Linked DNA regions of Sus scrofa: region 2 is linked to region 1. The links are chromatin contacts, called in public Hi-C maps. All regions are on one chromosome and are shown on one strand. Each heading gives the region's core, a stretch centred on a gene start, on an enhancer-like site or on the middle of the called end of the contact. The rest is flanking DNA. Distances are from core to core; before and after follow the strand shown.

What was found. Hi-C and Micro-C count contacts between places; a contact is called where the count stands out from the background.
Region 2: a contact with region 1 is called in a Hi-C map of omental adipose tissue, with 2.1 times the contacts expected there. The contact joins two enhancer-like sites. A contact is called at or near these places in 8 of 47 Hi-C or Micro-C datasets (embryonic fibroblasts, mesenteric adipose tissue, omental adipose tissue and 2 more) and 1 of 2 datasets of contacts at active chromatin or transcription factors (skeletal muscle).

The regions. Positions count from the first base shown.
Region 1 is chr10:65,816,139-65,819,640 of Sscrofa11.1, forward strand. No RefSeq gene overlaps it. Among named protein-coding and RNA genes, the nearest start is that of AKR1E2, 120 kb to the left of the region's middle. Within about 2 kb of position 2,038, at least 10 of the 83 cell types and tissues checked have an H3K27ac peak or open chromatin away from gene starts, as enhancers often do. A contact at or near this core is called in mesenteric adipose tissue, omental adipose tissue and skeletal muscle, where this site is marked.
Region 2 is chr10:65,956,480-65,959,607 of Sscrofa11.1, forward strand. No RefSeq gene overlaps it. Among named protein-coding and RNA genes, the nearest start is that of AKR1E2, 260 kb to the left of the region's middle. Within about 2 kb of position 1,757, at least 32 of the 83 cell types and tissues checked have an H3K27ac peak or open chromatin away from gene starts, as enhancers often do. A contact at or near this core is called in mesenteric adipose tissue, omental adipose tissue and skeletal muscle, where this site is marked.

The sequences.
Region 1 (3,502 bases), core at 788-3,287:
TCCAAACTGGCTCTGAGGAAATGCTGAATTTCATAAATAATAATAACAGCAATGACGATGAACTTGGATGTGTCAACTTTCCAAGCAAATTGGAGCTGCACGTAACTTCAAAAGGAAGAAATGCTTTTGCTAGCTGTGGACTTAGAAATGCAGATGTGTCATACTTTAGGCTCTTGATTAGAACAAAACCCTGACAAATGCAGAATCATTTGTAAAAATAGGCATGTGTGAATACTACACATATTCTACATATATACATCATATGCAGTATACACACACACAATACTATGTAAAACTACAGGTATAGAAATACGGACACAAACACAGGCATACATTTAAAAAGCACACTATAAAAATATATATGTTCAAAGATATAAAGTATGCTAAAGTACATAAATGCTATAAAAGTGTGCATGTAATATATGACTATTATTAGTACATGTATTACATACACATATGTAATATATTACACATTAATACCATTATTAATATTAGTAGTATATTCTAAGTATATAGACTAATATATTTTAAAATATATACTCTTTTAATACACACTATAGTATATACTGATGTATTTTTTAAAACTGAAAGAAACCTAGTTTCCTTTTTATTTGTGTTCCTACGGGTGGCAGCCGCTTTTTTCCGGGTCTCTCTCATTAGCCGTGATTAGGATATTCCCTAATTCTAAGTCCTCATTTCTCAGTGTAGACTGTGGGTCCCCAGCCTGGGAGGAGGGAGCGGGGTTTCCCGGTTTTATAAACACAAGTCTCCCTGGAGATTCCTACCAACAGAGGACGAGGCTCCCCGGACACTTACTGAGGGTGGCCACTAGGGGGCACAGGTGTCCACGTTTCTGCATTTGGGGCAGCTGTGCTTCCCTGGCGCTGGGAAACTCTGATTCAGATCATTGCTGCAATTAGAGTTTTCAGGTGAAGATTTCCCCGTCTTTTCAAGTCTTTTCAGCCTTGAAACAAATTACATTTTATCGTTGTAAAGGTTAATTCAAATTCAGTGAACAATTTGGAAAATACCTAAGGTAGGACCACAGAAACAAAACCAAGGATGACCACTAAAATTTCCATCATCAAGAAATAAATATTCTGACAATATTTTGGTTTTCTGCCTATATGTTTTTGTGTATTTGTGTGTGTGTGTATATATATATAATTATATTATGAAATGAATGTTACAAAATGAATATAAATGAAAATTATATTATGAAATACCCAAAATTATATAATTTAATATATAATGTATATTTATATCTTATATCATATTTGCATATACCATATCATTCATACATGTATAGTTTTCAAAAATGGAGATTGCTTTGAAATACTCAATTATATTCTGTTTCTCTTCTCATTTCATTTATACTTTTTCTCAGTTTGGGTGGTGAACACATACATTTCATGACAAAATATATGAGAATTGAGCACTCTGCAAAAGGGATTCAGCATTGTACTGACTGTGGGCTCCATGAAATAAAATGAGGGCAGGGGGTTCCCCTCACGGCTCAGTGGTTAACAAACCCGACTAGCATCCGTGAGGACGCGGGTTGGATTCCTGGCCTCACTCAGTGGGTTAAGGATCATGAGCTGTGGTGTAGGTCGCAGATGCGGCACAGATCCCGAGTTGCTGTGGCTGTGGCTGTGGCCAGCAGCTGTAGCTCCAATTCGACCCCTGGCCTGTGAACTTCCATATGCCACGGGTGTGGACCTAAAAAACAAAAACAAAAAAAAGAAAAGAAAAAAAAGAGGGCATATCTCCAATTTTCATCAGCACGTCTGGGTCACAGACTCAGGAGAGACTTCATTGCAAGCTCATATTCTACCCTACTTGCTGCAAAGAGCCTTAGCTAGTTTAAGGATGTCAAAATCTTAGCATATCCTATTGCTAAAAGCTCTGGTTTTACATGCGGTACCGTGGTACGACTTTTATGCCTTAGAACTTTCCATCTTGCCATCTTCCAGCCTTTGGAAGACATGTTTTCTGCAGTATTTACTTGGAATATTTTCCCATCATTTTTGTATTCTATTGGGTAACTTGGAAAGCTTGACTAATATAATCTTTCAGACTGCCAAGAACTAACAGGCAGAAATTAGATCAGCTAAGTTTACTCTTTCTCTTAATAAATATTTTGTGAGACTCTGCTGCAGTCTGATTCATGGACAAATGTTACACAAGGCAGACTTTGCCTACTTTCTAGCCTCTGCCTAAAATGCCACTCTCAGCAGCAAAGTGATGTGTTTCTCTGTCACCTCTAGGTACAGAAAGAAAAACTTTAGTTTGGACATTACTGAGTCAGGCACACAAACCTAGAGACCTCGCAGGTCTGTAGTGAGGCGAGGAATGCGGTAGGTCCCAGGGTTACGGCTCAAACCCCGTGTCTTGCACTCTTGGGGCTCATTAATGACTTCTAAGGCCTTCCTGTAACCACTGGGACAATTAATTTAATTAAAATCAACCTAATTCAGCCAACATCCGGTTCTGCTAGAGAATATATTAGATACTCTCATGCATTAAAAAAAAATTTGCTTCTAATTCAATAAATATTACTGGAAATCAGCTATCCACGTGGAAAAGGTAAATGACATTAAAAAGTAAATTTTACCTAAGGTGGAACTACGTGTAAAGAACAAAACTTTAAAATGTGGAGGAAAAACACAGAAGAGTCTCTTCATGTCCACAGGGAGGGAAAAATTAAGTCCGATCAGAAAGGAAAAACACAAATCATGAATGCAATCAGTTCATCAATCAATCAAATTTAATATATTTAAATTAAATTAAAACAATTTAAATAAATATTTAATTATATTAAATTTTTGATTAAAAATAACAAGCCACAGACGGGAGGAATAAAGAGACTGACAGTGCATACAATTAATACAAAACTATCAACCAAAGTAGAATTTTACAACATAACTCCAAGAAGAAGACCAAAAAAGGGGAAAAAAAGGGAAAGATAAGGAGAACAGAACACTTCACAGAAGGTGAATTTTTATAGGACAATAAAATGATGCAGACGTGTTAAAATAGTGGAAAAAAAGGGAAATAAACTGAATGTCCATTGGCAGCATTGGTGAGTATAGTTTTATATCGCTATAAACGAGAATTTATTATTCCCTGGATTTTTGTTTTCCTGAGGTTGTTCATTAAAATAATCTCGGTCTGTCTTTCCAACAATTTAAACAGAGCCACTAAAAGGATCTGGTGCTATTCATTTAAGTTAAGATGGATGTGACAGTTGAGAGAAGCGACGTTAGTATAATTTTGTTTACATTTTTCTCAGAGCAATGTGTTTTTTTAAGAACAAAAGAACGGGACTAAATCAACTCCATTCATGCAAAAGAAAATGGCTGCTTTTGCCAAAGATCCTGATGTGCCTGAAATCTTAGGTGTCTTCAGCCAAGGCAGGAAAAAGCTAAGTGGAAATACAGTTGTTTGTAATTGTAAATTTATGTGCGAGTGAAAGCTAATCTCAGGGAAGAGAGGAGAGTTC
Region 2 (3,128 bases), core at 507-3,006, 140 kb after region 1:
GCTCTTAACGTGCTGAGCCGCAGTGGGAACTCTTATGGCATAGTCTTAAGGGTCATCAACAAACCAGTTTTCTTGCCAAATGCAGCGGAATTAAGGTGAAGAAAACACATTACTTTAAAAGAAAGCAATGGAGAGAGGCAGCAGCCTAGCTGTGACACTGCCCCAAGCTTCACGGTGTGGGCATGTCCCTTTCATCGACCTGCTCCTCCCCTGAGACACGAGATCCATAATATTCCTCCCTGGCCCTCCTGGGGCCCGCACTGGTGAGAGAGAGCCTCACTGAATATTTCATGGGAATCTGACTTTCCTCTAGGGCTTGGGCCTATTTTCTTCTGGCTTATTTACAGCTTTGCTCTGGTGCTAAAATATGTTATGGATAGCCATGTAATGGGTACTCTCTCTCCTCTCTTGGCAGTTTGATAAAATGACTTCAATTTTCTCACTGGTTCCTCTCCAGAGAGAGGCAGAATAATTGGTACCCAAAGACTAGTCCAGTCATGGTTACGCTTTAAAAAAGAGAACAAACAGTAATAGAGAAACTATTAACTCTGCAGATATGAAATATTAGAATACATCATTTTATCATCTCATTTAATGAAAATGGGAAAATGGAACCTAATCTTTCACTGTTCGACAATAAAAAAAACAAACCAAAGGAAAAAATTCTATTCACACAACTAACAATGATATAGATGAAAGACTCGCCTGGATTTTTCCTAATATGGCAGAGTTTCAAGGCAAAGGACTCAAAAAAAAAAAAAAGAAAAAGGAAAACCCCATATGGTGCTGAGGATGGAGGGTCAAATTCCTAAGTTATCATTTAAAAGATAAGCTCTGTGAGGCCCGTGGGAGTTTTATCCCCTTTAACCACATATATGTGAGCGGTTATTATGGTGTGGTTTTGTCGAGGGAACTTAGCAACGAGATAAAATAACAGCTGTATATTTTGCAGAGAAGTTTGCTTAGGAAGGCAGTTGCCATGGGAACGCCTGGCAATAGCGATTTGATTTTGTGTCGAATGAAAGCGATGAGTTTACTTTGTCTCCGTTGTTTTCCTCCCCCTGGCAACTTCTGGAGGAAAGAGAGAAGGCTAAGTAGCCTTTTCCAGAATTTGCATATTAAAAAAGCAATCCACTTCATTTTTGAATAGACGGGGAGAAGACTCTATGGACAAGCGCTCGAATCATGTACTTTACACCAACAAATACGTATTGTGTAAATTTACTGTATTTCAAAAGCGCTCAGACGGCCTCCGCTTTGTTCGGTAGTCCCACTTCACTCCGATGAGTCACATTCAATAAGTCCTCAGAAATGTGCCCAAAATAGTTGCAGCTGGGAGATAAAAAAAAAAAAAAAAAAAAAAATCTTATGAATGAGCAAAAACGAAGTGAATTATACGCCGCGGGGAAGTCTCTCAATGAAAAAAATCTGGTAAACAGACGCTGGGGTGGGGGCACGGGAAACAGATGCTGACTGATAAGGATTTGCTTATTTTACCAGGGAGACAGGGCATGGCGGCGCTGAGGCTCCAGTGAGGGTTTCGTGGGCTGTTTTCTCCCTGCAGGTGGCAGGGCTTCCGTGAACTGAAATATGGGCATCAAAAGATGACATGCCCCTCACCCCTGAGAGACGTGGGGCAGTCATTTCTTTCATTCAGATGGAGGAATTCAAGATGGGCAGGAGTCACAGACGCCTGCAGAAGATGGCTTTACCGCACAGCCCTGGAAGGTCCACCTTCCAAGGCCAGGGTCGGGTGTCACCAAGGAGGGAACAAAAGCCAGTTCACACTCTCTCCGGAGCACATCCTTTGCCCTCGGCTTCCATGTCAGGCCTCCTCCCCGAGAAAGCCTATTTTCAGATGACCGGACAAAGTGACAGCAGATCTGCCATCTCTAGGGATTGCCTGTTGTGTCCGGGTGTAGAGAACGATCATTTCCCAACAGAGTCAAAATCTGTTTGTTTCAAGTAAGCTCAGAAAGCCTATGGAAAGTCAGAGAGACAAGGAACAGATTTATTTTTAAAGCAGAGTCATTAGAAAGACAAAGAAACTGGAGGCTTCTGATCTTCATTATTTTCGAAAGCTGTGAGGCCTCTCTCTAGCTGTCGGAGCTTGGCTTTCGCTTGGAGAAGGAAGAATGGCCCTTGCACTTAGCCCTTCACCTTTCTTGGCTGGTGACTAAGTCAGCAGTCTTGGGGGATACACGGAGAACTCTCTGAATGCATTCGGTGGAAGCTGAGTCTTGGTGTTTTCAGGGCTGCTTTGACAATGTAAAGCCGCTTTATAGGAAAGCCGGTCCTGTTTTGACCAGGAGGCTTTGCCTGATGGTGCATTGCTTCTGGCCTGTCTCTGAGCAGCTCGGAGCAAGCCAGCCTGGAACAGGAGAAGGGGACCTTCAGAAGACTTTGCAAGAGTTAATGTTTATTTCACACGCATCATGCATCCCACACTGTGACTTTTGAGCATGACTTGACATTCACAAAACAACACTGGGAGGTCAGCACTCTTACTGTTGCCACGTTAGAGGCAGAGACGCCGTACAACCTGCCCACGTTCTCCAGGTGGATTCTTTTAGGAGCCTGGGCTGGGTCCTGAGCCGGTTAAAAGGCTGCAAGGCGCTCTCACCGCCCACGGGTCGGAGGTCAGCTGGGCCATCCTCCAGCTCCTCCTGCCTCTGACCACAGAAAGCGCAGTGCACAGCCAGCGACCTCTGGGGCTTGTCCCAGCTCACTCCCCAATCCGTCTTTTTCCATATACTTCTTTTTATTTCGTTTTCCTGCTGATCTGGAACCTACTCAGCTATCTGGAATTGTCTTGAAATGCACTCATGGCCTTGACTAATTTGACTATTGACAACCTTGTTTTAAAATTATCCCCATCTGGAGTTCCCCTTGGGGCTCAGTGGTTAACGAACCTGACTAGCATCCATGAAGACACGGGTTCGATCCCTGGCCTAGCTCAGTGGGTTAAGGCTCTGGTATTGCCATGAGCTGTGGTGTAGGTCACAGATGTGGCTCGAATCCCACGTTGCTGTGGCTCTGGTGCAGGCTGGCGGCTGTATCTCTGATTCGACCCCTAGCTTGGGGACCTCCTTATACTGCTGGTGTGGTCCTAAAAAACAAAAAGACAA